Regions from separate parts of the Pan troglodytes genome. Here region 1 is linked to region 2. The links are chromatin contacts, called in public Hi-C maps. All regions are on one chromosome and are shown on one strand. Each heading gives the region's core, a stretch centred on a gene start, on an enhancer-like site or on the middle of the called end of the contact. The rest is flanking DNA. Distances are from core to core; before and after follow the strand shown.

What was found. Hi-C and Micro-C count contacts between places; a contact is called where the count stands out from the background.
Region 1: a Hi-C map of stem cell-derived neural progenitor cells shows a contact between it and region 2, with 5 times the contacts expected there. The contact joins two enhancer-like sites. A contact is called at or near these places in 1 of 7 Hi-C or Micro-C datasets (stem cell-derived neural progenitor cells) and 1 of 1 datasets of contacts at active chromatin or transcription factors (stem cell-derived excitatory neurons).

Annotation. Positions count from the first base shown.
Region 1 is chr2:68,454,503-68,461,597 of NHGRI_mPanTro3-v2.0_pri, reverse strand. No RefSeq gene overlaps it. Among named protein-coding and RNA genes, the nearest start is that of PRICKLE2, 42 kb to the right of the region's middle. Within about 2 kb of position 2,132, at least 10 of the 24 cell types and tissues checked have an H3K27ac peak or open chromatin away from gene starts, as enhancers often do. A contact at or near this core is called in stem cell-derived excitatory neurons and stem cell-derived neural progenitor cells, where this site is marked.
Region 2 is chr2:68,191,550-68,198,039 of NHGRI_mPanTro3-v2.0_pri, reverse strand. All of the region lies in intron 2 of PRICKLE2 (prickle planar cell polarity protein 2), which reads left to right. Among named protein-coding and RNA genes, the nearest start is that of PSMD6, 200 kb to the right of the region's middle. Within about 2 kb of position 2,164, at least 17 of the 24 cell types and tissues checked have an H3K27ac peak or open chromatin away from gene starts, as enhancers often do. A contact at or near this core is called in stem cell-derived excitatory neurons and stem cell-derived neural progenitor cells, where this site is marked.

The DNA.
Region 1 (7,095 bases), core at 883-3,382, 260 kb before region 2:
GAATGAATGACTGAATGAAAGCATCTCCCAAGGCTGCCTGCTTGCTTACCTTCTCACATGATGCTTTTTTGCCTCTCTGTTCCTTAAGGAGCTTTCCCTCCCTTCTTTCTTGCCCCACAGTCCCCAGACTCACCAGTGTGGGCAGAAGGAGAAAAGGAATGTTCTATCCAGCCCCATACCCCAGCACCTGCTGGGCAACTTTGTCTTCCCTTCTGCAAAAGAAAAGAAGTCCCCTCAAACACAGGAGAGGATGGGAAAAGGCATCTCTCTAAGCAGTAACCCTGGCAGGGCCCTTCAGGATTCCCAAATTCCCAATTTATAGACAGGGAAACTGATCCCTAGAGAAGGGAAGGGACTTGCCCATGTCCACACAGCATGTTAGTGGGACACATCATGAAACATAAAAGCAGGAAGAGGGTCTAGAAACCATCTAGTCCTACCCCCTCATTTAGAGAAAGGAAAACCAAGGCCCGGAGAGGGAGAGTTAGTGACAGAGCCACAACAAGAACTCAGAACAGGGTCAGCTGGTGTGCAACCAGCTCAGTGACACAAAAGCCTGTGCTAGGGATTTAATGTTCTACTGTCGTGTCTTGAAATTCTTCATATCTTATCTGTAAATGTGTAGTTTGTAAATGAAGTCTGTGAGATAACACAGCAGGCACCCAGGCTAACAGCCTCAGTTCAAGTGCAGCCCAGCCCCTCCCTCACCAGGTGGGTTCTCAGTGCCAGCTTCCCCAACCCCCTGCTATCTCCTCCTCACATCCCTTCTTCTCTCTCTTCCCCCCAACAGCTGCCAGTCTGCTATCTGCAGGGCACTGGCACGGGAGGCTGAGCATGCACATCCCACAGCATTTGGGTAGGACACGACTGCAGCCGTGCCTGCCCTAGAGGTTGATGACATCGTGATGCCTTCAGGGGGGAAACTGGCAGGGCAAGCCTTTCCCCTATGCTAGAGCCTCTGACATGGAGGTTGCAAGATGTGGGGGTACCTGTCCACCATGGATTGGGGTGAAGGGCCTGTGGGAAAGGAGGATGCCTGGCTTCCCTTCCCCGGGTCCTCTTGCCTCAGTGTAGGGGACCTGGCAGCAGATGGGCACTGGTGGGCCACACTGCAGGGGAAGGCTCCTGGGTGCCTTGAGGGCCTCCGTGCTCCTCTCCAGTAGCTCCATGCCCAAGGGAGCATAGCATTAAATAGCAAATACACAGCACAAGAGGGGCCACAGAAGTGGGGTGGGGCTTTATGTTTGGGTACCTCTCTCCTGCCTGTGGAACAAAAGGCTTGTGTTTGCAATGTGCCCTGGGCTGTCACATTAGGTAGCTGTCCTGACTCAGGACTTCTGTTGCTCTGGCCACCAGCCCCCAGCACTCAGCCCCGCTGGACAACACCGGTGTATTCACGTTCAGTCTAGTGCGTTCCCGGCCCTGTGCTGGGCCTCTTTTCCCTGTTTTCTTGTTTGCAGCCTTGTCGTAACTGAGTGAGGTGTGCACTATTATTAGACTCATTTTACAGGTGAGGAAAGACAGGTGCCCATAGGCTGAGTTAACTTGTCCACGTCCTCCACCAGGGAAGCAAGAGAGCCAAGCTCCCCACCCAGGTGGCCTGGTGCTCCTGTCCTGGCCCGACACGCGGGCAGTCGGGCCGTCGGGAAAGGAAAGCGCAGTGTAGAGGAGCTGCTTCTCACCGCCTCTCCTCCCCTCCCCGCCTTCCCCGGGAACTCATGCCCCTCCCCTGCACTCCTGCTCCTTGCCGGCTCGCCCTGGGCCGCTCCGAAGGGAGGAGACCACGTGACCCAGGTCACCGGTAACCAGGCAACCGTTCCAAGACACTGCTTTTCATCCACTCTGGCTTCTACCTTATTCAATATCTGCCAGGCGGGCAAGGCTCCTGGGAGCATCCCTGAAGTAATTCTAAGAAATAAAGCTTGCTGGGGAGGCCTGCGGGGACATCTAATATTCTTTCTCTCTGAACTCTGTGCCCCAAAGTCGTGAACTTGCCTGTTGGGGATTCTGAGTGAATGCTGGAAATCCAGATTCGTTGGGGCCAGAGTTTGCCCTGCGCATGAGGGAGAGGGTGTGGGGTATGGGCAGAGGTGGCAAGGGAGGCTTTGTGAAACGTTACACTCTGCCTCCTCAACTGCAGGCCATTTCTCTGGGCCAGGAGCCAGCTGTTCCCAAAATGGCCACGATGCCTCAGGAGGGAGGTTGACACCCTGTGCTCTCAGAAGCGGCTCAGAACTCAGAGGCAGACCTCTACTCATGCAATTCTGCCTTCTGTGCATGCAATGGATTGCTGCCATCTCCAATCAGGTGGGGACATTAATGAGGTGACCAAGGTTTATTAAGCCCCTATTATTTTCCCTGTGCTAGACACTAGGGAGAGAAAAAGTAGCAAATCCGACCTAATTCCCATTTCATAGATGGGAAAATGGAGGCTCAGATAGGCAGAAAGAGTTTCCCTGAATCTGGCTTATGAAAATATCAGCGCTTTCCATTTGCCATGCTGCTTTTACAGAGGAAGAAAGGAACTTCAAGTACATCTAGGCCAGCTTCCTTACTTTGCAGAAGAGGAAACTGAAGAATAGGGAGACAAAGTGTCTCCTCCTCCAGAGTCACACAACTTGCTTGGCTTCAAAGTCACTTTTTAAATTACACAGGGGACTCTTAACCCCAGTTATGACCTGTTCTTGGATTCAGTTAACTGTTTTTTGTTTTGTTTGAGACAGGGTCTTGCTCCGTTGCCCAGGCTGGACTGCAATGGCACAATCATAGCTTATTGCAGCCTTGCACTCCTGGGCTCAAGGGATCCTCCCTCCTCAGCCACACAAGTAGCTAGGACTACATGCATGTGCCACCAAGCCTGGCTAATTAAAAAAAAATTTTGTAAAGATAGGGTTTCACTATGTTGCCCATGCTGGTCTTGAACTCCTGGCCTCAATCAGTCCTCCCACCTTGGCTTCTCAAAGTGTTGAGATTACAGGCGTGAGCCACTTCGCCCAGCCCAATAACTGTTTAGAACTCTAAACCTCCTTCTGTTTTCCAAAGCCAATTGAATTATGCCTGTTTCTATGTGCAGACAGCACTGTAATTTCATAATACAGGCAGTGTCATGTAGTTAAAAATCATTCTTTTCTCTTCTTGGGAGCAATTGAGATTTTGGACAACTATTTCATCTTTTTAGGTTTGTTTTCTCTTCTGTAAAATGGGGGTAATAATAGTATTTACCTCATAGAATTATTGGGAAGATTCAATGAGATAATTTATATCAAGTGTTGAATACAGCCCTGGATATTATTATAATTGTGTCAAATTTTTATTACTAGTGTCTTCAAAATCTCAACCAGATAAAGAATAGAGCTGACCTCACCTCATATTCATTCATCCCTTTATTTGATATCCCAAAGGACTATCCCTAGGACTATATCTGCAAACCTTTGGATGCTCGATAAATGTTTGCTTAATTGGAGAAATTCTAAAATATCTAGAATTGACTTCAAGGTAGACTTTGTTAACAACACCAAAATGGTGGATAGAGCCATCTTCCTTTCTTAGCCAGGCCTGAACTTGAGCAAATTGTACTTTTAACCTCTTCTTCTTTCCCCTGCCCTTCTCTAAACCTTCAGCCTCCTCTGCAGGAACATTGGAGACCCGTCATTACCTCTGTATGATCTGAATTTAAGATCAAGGTGGCCCTTCTCCTGGTTGCATTTGAAGTCTTCTCTATAATTATGATAATTATTTTATCAGTGAGAGGAGATGTCCGGGGGCAGTGGGGCAGGGGTAGGGGGGTGGGGGGATGCAGAAGCTCATCAGACTCTCAGGAAATGAGACTAGTTGGCTGTGAGATAGCTTTGGCCACTAGGTTCTATTTCGAAGCTTTTTTTTTTTTTTTTTTTTTTTTTTGCAGTTAAGTATGACCATGTCGCTGAGTTCTGGCCAGTGCATGTGGGTGGAAATGACATGCACCACTTCCAGGCCTGACCCATCTCATGCTCCTCCTTCTCCTTCCCTAGCCACAATGGGAGGCCACCTGCTAGACATGGAAGAGCCACCGGATGGAAGAAGCCTGGGTCTCTGAAATGCTGCTTGGAGGAGACTATTCTGCCTGCAAACTAGGAGCACTGATTTTGGACTTTTTGGGAGGTGAAAGAGAAATTTTTATTACGTGAAGCCATTGAGTTTGGGGAGGAGACTGGTTATCTGCTACAGCATCTAGAATGTTACCTTAACCAGCGCAGTAAGGAGGCAGGGCACTGCAAAAGAACGTTGAATGAGATACTCTCTGTGCTGTGTGCGAAAGCTTGGGCAGGCTGTGCAGGAAGTTGGGCTGGGTTCAGATCCTGCCTTGCCATTTCCTGCCTGTGCTATTCTTCCAAAGGCTCTGAGCCAGCAATTTTAAAAGTCTTAAAAGTTGAGACACCCATCATTGCCTGATCACTCTCTTCTGAAGAGGTTCTGGGAGAATCAGACCTAGAAAGTAGGGCAAGGGTTCTTTGATTTCAGCTCTGTTTTAATATTTTTACCTTGGCTACGAGTTTAGAGCAAAATAAAAAAATGCCCTGCGGGAACAGCTTTTCCAGTTCTCCTTTTGCTGCCTCTTTTTTCCTTCCTTCCATATCTTAGGATGAATGTGGATACAGGCAGCCTGAATTCATGGCCGGCTCTGCCATTTTTATCTGTGTGACCTCAGCCAAGTGTCCCTGCCTTTCTAGGTCTCCATTTCCACATGTGTAAATTGAAGAGAATATGACCTTACCTTGCCCGGTTGTGTGAATTAAAGATGTAATATTAAAAGATGAGCACACAGGAAGCCCTCGGGGGATATAACAGAAGCAGGACAGGGCTCCCACTTCTATTAGTACTATTACTTCTAACCTTTACTCCCTGATTCGTGCTTCTCTTCAACCCTTCATTCAGTAACCATTTATTGGGTACCTACTATGTCCCAGGGAGTGAACAAGAAGGCAAAGTTTCTGCCCTCTTAAAGTTTGCCTTCTGGCAGAGAGGTAAATGTATTTTAAGTGAACAGAAATAACATAATTGCAAATTGTAATAGATAAAGGAAATAAACAGTTTGCTGAGATAGAGAACAAGGGGTGAGGGGAAGGTGAGACACATGTTGAATGTGACATTCAGGGAAGGTCTCCCTGAGGCGGTGACATTTCTATGAGCCCTGAAGACTGAGAAACAATCAGACAGCAGAAGAGCTAAAGGGGGCACCATCTGAGCAGAGAAAGGCTCTTTCAAAGGTCTTCAGGTGACCACCTGCGGTGGTCAAGAGGCAGATAGGAGGCCAGTGAGTAGTTAGCAGAGGGTGTGAGAGGCCAGGAGCTAGGAACCCAATAGGACTTCTAGACTGATAGGTCTCACCCTGCCTGACAGGCCATGGTACAGAAGGTGAATGTTTAAAATATACATATATAAGTGTAACAAGTCATTTAAACAGGAGTTTCATGGTCCACCTTATATTTTTACAACAGTAGTTCTCAAAGTGTGATCCTCAGCCCAGGAGGATCACCTGGGAATTTGTGAGGGATGGAAATTCGCATATCCACTTCTGGCCTAATGAATCACAGGCTCTGGGAGTGGAACTCAGCGGTCTGTATTTTAACAAGCCCTCCAGGAGATGCTGCTACTGCTGGTCTGAACTGGAAGCTCAGTGATTCTCAATCCTGGATGCACAAAAGAATCCTCTAACTTTGGGAGGCCAAAGCAGGTAGATCGCTTGAGGTCAGGAGTTTGAGACCAGCCTGAGCAACATGGTGAAACCCCATCTCTACTAAAAATACAAAAAATTAGCTGGGTGTGGTGGCACACACATAGTCCCAGCTACTTGGGAGACTGAGGCCAGAGAATCGCTAGAACCTGGGAGGTTGAGGTTGCAGTGAGCCGAGATGGCACCACTACACTCCAGCCTGGGTGACAGAGCAAGACTCTGTCTCAAAAAATAAAAATAAAAAGAATCATCCAGGAGCTTTCATGAGCTACGAATGTTGAGAGACCTTCTACCCACTACCCCTAGATTCTGATTTAATTAGTCAGGGTTTGGCCCCTGGGTGTTGGTAGGTCTTGAATGTTCCCCAAGGCATTCCATAGCTACAGCAGGTAGGACCACAGCTCTAGCTGCTGCGTGAAGAATAGACAACAGGGGGAAGGGAGGAGATGCAAGAAGATCAGGAGGCTAATGCAGTGGTCCAGGTGAGGGATGATGGTGGCAGAGAATATGAAGGGGCTTAGACAGATTTTAAATATATTTCACAGAGAAAAACCCAACAGGACTTTTAGATTGATAGGATATGGGGTGGAGAGGTGGGACTTATATTCAGCATCAGATCGAAGGGAATGCCAGCCATAATAGTAAAGACCCTGTGCTTTTAGATAGCCTGCAGCTGGAAGACCCTGGCAACATAGCCTAACGTTGAGCACAGGGCCCCAAAGAAGGCCATCTTCTCTATCTGCCTGGCAACAAAGAAGATTTCAGCAAACTTTGCAAGATCTAAGCTTATCCTAAGTTCTCAGAGGAGCCACAATGTGAAAGGGACTTTACAAAAAAAAATCTGAATACTCAGCTAGGATGTTCCTGTTTTACAGCCCAGTCTCCTGGGAACACTCTGGGCACTGGCCCTTCTGGAGAACAGGGGACTGGATGGTATATCCAGGAGTGACCAGCAGGTGGCATGCCAGACTCAGAAATGTGTATTGCAGGGAGCAAGGCAACTCTTGCTGTTTGCTGCTTAAACAGAAGAAAAGGATTCACTCCGGAAGTAATACTCATGTGTGCCATGTACTAAATGGCTGCTGTGTGCCAGATACTGTGCCAAGTGCTTATGTGTATATTCTCATTTAATCCTCATAGCTCTACAAGTTGAGCTCCACCACTGTACATATATTCAGAGATCTAAGTGGCTTGGGCAATGTCACTGATATATGGTCATTGGCAGAACCAGCCTTGGTCCTCTAGCCTGTCTGACCCCATGGCCACTTTTCCTGTCAAAAGGGCCAGGATCCCCAGTGGCTCTCTCTTGTCCACAGTGGTGCTTTCATTCACACTTGGGGGTAATGCCCTTGGAAGGTGGGGCCATCAGAATTATCAAAGCC
Region 2 (6,490 bases), core at 915-3,414:
GTAGGCACTATCATTATGCCCTAGGTTACATGTAAGGACCTCAGGCCTCAAGTCATAGACCTAGCAAGTGTCAGAGCCAGAGTCTGACCCCAGGCAATCCATTTTAGACTCCATGTTATGATGTTAATTCTTATGAAGTTGGTAGTGATGTGTCACATCTGTTCCAAGTGAAGAGTAATCTCTTGCTATGTTTCAGCTGTCTTCTTTATCTCATTGTTGATCACCTGTGAATTGCCTCTTGTATGACCATGCTGAGCATGAGTAGATGAGAGAGTAGTGTACCCATTTTTAAGAAACTGAGGCATGGTAAGTTGAAGTGACTTGTTCGTGGCCACACTGGGTTAGAATGTCACTGCTTCCACTTGGCTACTGGGGGCCCCAAACTGTTAGACTTGTTAATTGACTTTTTGAAGGATATTGAGGTCTGGGGAGATCATCTGCCTCCCTACACGCTCTGAGTTCTGTGTGATGGAAACTGAAGGCTGAGTGTTATTCATTTGCTTGTATTTTATTTCTCTTACTGAGACGTTATTCCAGGTCTCATGATTTTCACCATGAAAGGTCTTCTGGGAACTAGAGAGAAGCATTCTGAAAGAAGTTATTAAGCATTATTAATACAATTACGTACAACAAAAGACATAATTTAACTTCCCCACATCCAACAAAGAAATTCATTTGAAGCTTCAGCTTCCACTGCAGCTGGAAGGGCAGAGCTCATCACAGTGGGTTCCCCAGGCGGGGGAGTGTGGGCAAGGAGCCGTGCTAGTTGCTTTGTCCTTTGGGACACTTCTGTGCATGATGGAATATTCCTCACTCCCAGCCTCCCCAACCTTTCCCTCACCCTTCACTTTCGCTCACAGTGGTTCCTTATCACAGGCACAGAGTCCAGAATATTGCCTGGCTCTTGCCTCTCTCCTGGCCCGGGATACTGCACAGGCAGCATTGAAGGAATATATGATTTTAAACAATTAAAGATGACCATGGAAATACTCAGATGCTAGGAACAGTGATCAGCCTAGTAGATAGTATGCCTCGGTGAATTTTTCTAACTTCATTCAAACTATCAGAAATAGCTATTGAGTATGTGATATTGTGTTAATCTTCACCATAGTTCTATTCAATATTTTACTTTCTTTAATTGCAGTAGCCCATAAGGCCCTTGAAAGCAGAGACTGTGTTTATACCTAGTCTTTAGAGCTGTGCATGGCATAGAGTATGTGCTTAGTAAATATTTATTGAATGAGTGAATGGTACAGTTGAGGTTATTGAAGATCCCACAAGTTAAGTTACTTGCCTAAGATCACACTGCTAGCAGGAAGGAAAGGCAGGATTTGAACACAGGGCTCTCCAAATGTATAGATTCCTTTCTTCCAGATTGCTTGGTTAGGCCGCCTAGTGGTGTATAAAAATGGAGATCAGAGACCCCAAATGTATTCAACAAAAGCTCTATCTGAGGTCTAGGAAATGTGGATTCTGACCCATCCTTGCTGAAATCCTGGTGTGACTTTACAAAAGTCCTTTCTCCAGTTGTCTCCATTTTCTAATCTGTAAAATGAGGAGACGGAAGCAATGCTCTCTGAGGGTCTCAGGGTCTTCAGATGCCCTGGGAAGGTTTATGCTTTGTCTTCTTCTGCAGTTGGAATTGGGGTAAGGGGTTAAAGGGCAGCTGACTAACTCACCACCCAAGCACGTGAGGAAAGGAGTCACTTGTGCTTTATTTCAAGGTGCACAAAAACTCAAAGGTGACATAGTCTTAGGCCAAAAAACAAGCAACACCCGAAAATGAAAGTTGAAGAGAGAAGAGAAAGAAAAAAAAAAAAAAAAGGAGAGGCATTTGAAGGCTTGACACAGCATTTAATTAAAAAAGAGTGCTCTGATTCCACTCCTAGGTTGGTGCAGCATGTAATCTGAAACAGGCACTCAGGTTGATAATTGTGCCCAGATCTGAACCTTGGCACATAAGAGCACAGCTTTTAAGAAGAAAAAAAATAGGCATGTGTCTTTAAAGCCTCTCTTCTTATATGTGATTTTTTTCATGCTCATTTGGAGGCTACGTAGCTGGGCCTTTGCATCCAGCAAAGGCTTCCTTCCCCTCTCCCTGGCTTGGGGATTATTGATTTGGAAGGCAAGGCTAATTTACATGTAAATAAATCTCAGCACTGGGCAGCAGGATGGGACGTCCAGATGCCGTGACTGACTTGCTGACATCACAGCTTCATTAGCATGCGGAGGATGCAAGCACTGCAACAGCGACTTCTCAGGCACCACCAGCAGCGCCACCGAGAGTTATTATTATTTTTTGACCAAGCAGCACATTTCCTGGTTCAGTGGCTTGAGCTCTGTGAGCAGCTGACTAGTCACCCCGGGTCTGGCTCAGGATCAGCTGGTGACGCTGGGCTGGAGTCTATGACTTCTTCCTTCAGATTGTCATGAAGAAGGGGAGTTAAGAGGAAACTGGGGGTCCTCCGGAAGGCGATCTGAGCACTCAGGCTGATCTAGAGGAAGAGTAGAAGTCATACTTTTTTTCTCCTGCTTGGTGAATTCCCCAGCAGAGTCTGGATCCAGCAGTGCTGTTTTCCCTGAGGGAATGTGGAGCAGCTCGGCTTGAGTCTGTTGCCAGCTTCAGGAAGGGTTCAGACTGAAAAGGGGGTTTGAGGAGAAGATGCTTTGGCTGCCTGAGGTCCTGCTTGCGTTCTTAGAAGTCAGATCCAGGGAGAAAGTGAACTGGGACAATTAACAAGCTCCAAGGGTCTGGCAGAAGCTTCCTCCGAGACTGGGCATTTCATCCTCCCTGGAGGTGGGTAAGAAATTTGCTCTAATTCACAAATTAAACAGCAGTATGTTTTCTAAGGAGGATGAGAAAGCCAGATCTAGGGCCTTTGCATTGGGGGAGGATATTGGGTCTTCGTTTTCTTGGCCAGGTAGCATTTTTGGTGGCCCTGCGACCCCTTTTGCCTTTTCTATGCTTATTAGAAAGCTCGATTACAAAGTGTTATGTCACAGCTCTAGGGAGTCTTGAAGAAACGCTTAAATCTTGATGCTTAAGAAGAAGCAGCGTTTCTCTAAAAGTGTAGCTGTCTTTAAAAAACCATAATAATATGGGGAAAGGGGCTAACAGACCAAATACCTGAGAGTGTTCATGCACAGTAGTCATTTCAACACATGATGTCAGAAACCATTAGGGGATCTGAGGAACAAGGACCCAGCTGAGACTTCCAGGTAAAGAAATGGCTTTCAAATTATTTAGGTTTAATTGTAGACACTGCTTTCAGATTAGAAATGGTGACAGAGTTTCAGAATATGACTGCATAGCCTGGCTGAACACACGATTCGGTTTGCCCTCTATGCTGGGTTTCTTGAGGGAGTGATCATAGTTAGTTCTCCTCACTCTTGGCTTCTCGAAAACCAATCATAGCATTACTAATTTGCCATGGGGGTCTTGCAATGAAATACAGATTTTTAATCCCATGGTTTTTTGTTATGCGGTCTTGGACTATGCTGGGGTCCAGTGGGACTTTTATGAATCATAAATAATCCAGGCTGGGCCAAATCACACTGAGGTTAGCGATCCATACCAGATGTGATGCCATCCGCTGGTCCAAATGTGGCTCTTGTCTAACTTAGGCACATAGATTATTTCCCCAGTGAGAGAGTTCTGCTTCCCATATCAATGCATGTATGAGCACAGTCAGGGGAGGGCTCCAGTGTGCCATGAATATGTAGACATAGACTGCCGTGTACTGAATCTGCAGCTGGGTAAGGCTGTGATTTGCTTTGGCTGCACATCTCTTCCCAAAGACTGTTTTAAACCATCTCAGTGAGACTTAAACTAAATGAAGCAGCCTTGCCTCTTTGCTAGAGGCCAAATTGGCTGCTGTAATCCTGCTCCTCAGAAGGCTTACTGCCTGCTGATGGCTTTCACAGATGGGTCAGGATGAGTGTCCCCAAGGGCTCCAGAGTAAGTCACAACTTTGACATAATTACCATATTTTGGAAATTTGGATTTTAATGCCTCGAGTGCTTATAAAGGTTTTGCCTTTCCGTCAAATGCTCCTTCCCCTTGGGAATTCTGTTTTTCATGTGAAAATTAAAACATACTGGCTCCATCGGGCATCTCGGTCTATAAAGATTCACGGGGCAGCCAGAAATACTAAAATAGCATTGTTTGAAATGGTGTGTTTATAAAGATTTACCCATGAAACGTGAGGGAAAAAAATAGAAATAGAGGAAGAAAGATGCATTTATGGAAGCTTAAAGAATGAGAAGGGAACTTAGAGGTTAGATAGTATGAGATGATATTTATCCAGGGCTCAGACTCTGGAGCTGGAAAGAGCTGAAGATACTTAAAGCTACCCATTCCTGCCAGTAAAGTGGAGAGAGCAATGGAATCTATAGTTAGGGTGATAGGTGTACGGATTTAATGAGATGACCTATGCAGAGCACAGTGGCAGCCACATAGTAAATATTCGGTAAATATTAGCTGCTATTGTTGTTGTTGTTGTTGTCATTGTTACCATTTTGTCATTATCGTTATAAGTGTTGTTGCTAAAAAACAGTATTGAAAAGGCAACATGTTCACATCCATTTGCCTGCAGAAAGGTTTTGCTAGCAGAAAAGATGCCATCTCTGGTACTGTTATATCCAAATGATTCCCACTCAAAGAAACTTTCCACCCTATTGATTGAGTTGACAGAATAAAGTGTATTATCCAGAACTACTGTATTTCACAGAACTGAAAGTGACCAGCTGGTGTAATGAAAATCATTTAGAACTAACTGGGGCTTAGGCAGCCTTAAAGAAGGCATCCTGTTTTGGCAGCTGACAAGTCACATGTAGAAAGCTGCAGGGTCCCAGTTGGAATCAATGCATTTCTAGATTTCTCTTCTGCTTCAACTATGCATGTGAGAGACAGTCCTTTTCTTTCTTAATTCTTTTCAGTGCAGATATTGAGCATTTTCTTCTCTATCCAGGGAGGCCATTGAATATGTGCTTAACCTGCTGGTTGGCTCCTCAGAAGTTCCAAGGCTGAATTTTTGCCACCATCTGGGTGCCTTCAGCTTATGGGTTGGCTGCTAAGGGAAAGGAATAGGCCTCCCCTGCCTGCCTGCCTACCATGGCCCAGTCTGTCTGCTTTTGTTTTGTGTCACTGTTATGGCACAATTTTGCCAGGCTCGTGGTCTGCCTCCTTCATGCCGGTGGGCCTACTTCTGTCACACAAGTGGACTGCTGTTTCTCCCTTTCCTCCCAAGATCTTTCTTTTTAATTTTGGGGAATTAGAACTCTGACACAGGGATCTGAAAGACAAAAGTGAATTAGAAGAGTCAGAGGAGTCTGCCATAAAATTCTTTCCCAAGAAACTCGGAACTGGGAGTTGGTCATTCCTGGTTGCTACTGATCTTTAGTAGAATTGTGTTGTGCACGGAGAATAATATTTATACCTTAACCACAGCCCACCTCCCTTACTTCCTGATGGGAGGTATGATCTCAGGAGAGTTGCCTGACCTCTCTGAAGTTTGGCTTCCTCATATGAATATTGGAAATAAAGTCCCCTGAATGCATGGGATTGCTGTGAAGATAGCGGCTATAATGCCCTTGCCCAATTCCTGGTACTGACTGGATGTTGAGCATATTTCCCAGTTAATCCCGATCTGTGAACAACAGGGGGCAGTAATTTTAATATTTATTTAACAGAGAAACTGAAGGCCAATAGAATTAAATTAGAAATCAATAACAACAAGATATTTGGGAAATCCAAGTAAAATGACATAGCAGATGACAAACCGTGGTACCCGTCTAGTGCTTCTTTTAATAAACATCAGTTCCAAACGCTCTGAATTTGAGAAGGGCTCAATGACCCAACTGCACTGCCTGCCTCGAATTAGCAGAAACCTCTTTATTTAGTAGCCCCCAGGCTGTGGTCATTTCTTCTGTGCTGTCTGTAAACACACAAGAGTCAAAAGGCTCTGTCCCTCAGATAGGAATTCTGGGTGGCATTTGGATAAAGGCTTTCTTTTGTGCTTAAAGATCCACTGAAACCTTTCTCTGTTCATTCCCTCCGTGACTGTGGTGCTTATAAACAGGGAACTGCTGGTGACCATGAGCTATTTGCAAACTAAGAAGCTTGAGGATGAGATATTGGCCAAATCTGTTTTCTTTGTTGATGCTTTTGAGTGACATTTGCCCCTTTGCTCTGTCTTAACCTGTAAACATTTAAAATGAAATGTTCTGGTTTTTATGCTGTGTGTGTGTGTGCGTGTGTGTGTGTGTGTGTGTGTGTGTGTGTATGTGTATTAATCAAACAGGGGTGAAGATCTCTTTTGGGGATTGAGTCAGTTGAGTTTGGAGACTTCGTTTTCTTTTTTCTCTGGCCTATTGTCTGAGCAGTTTATTATTTGGCATCTGAAAACCATAGGCTTGCTTGTTGTGTTATTTCCCTGGGGATAAGGCAGAGGAGAAAAAAGCAAGGCTGGAGAGAGGGGAGAGAGTGTGT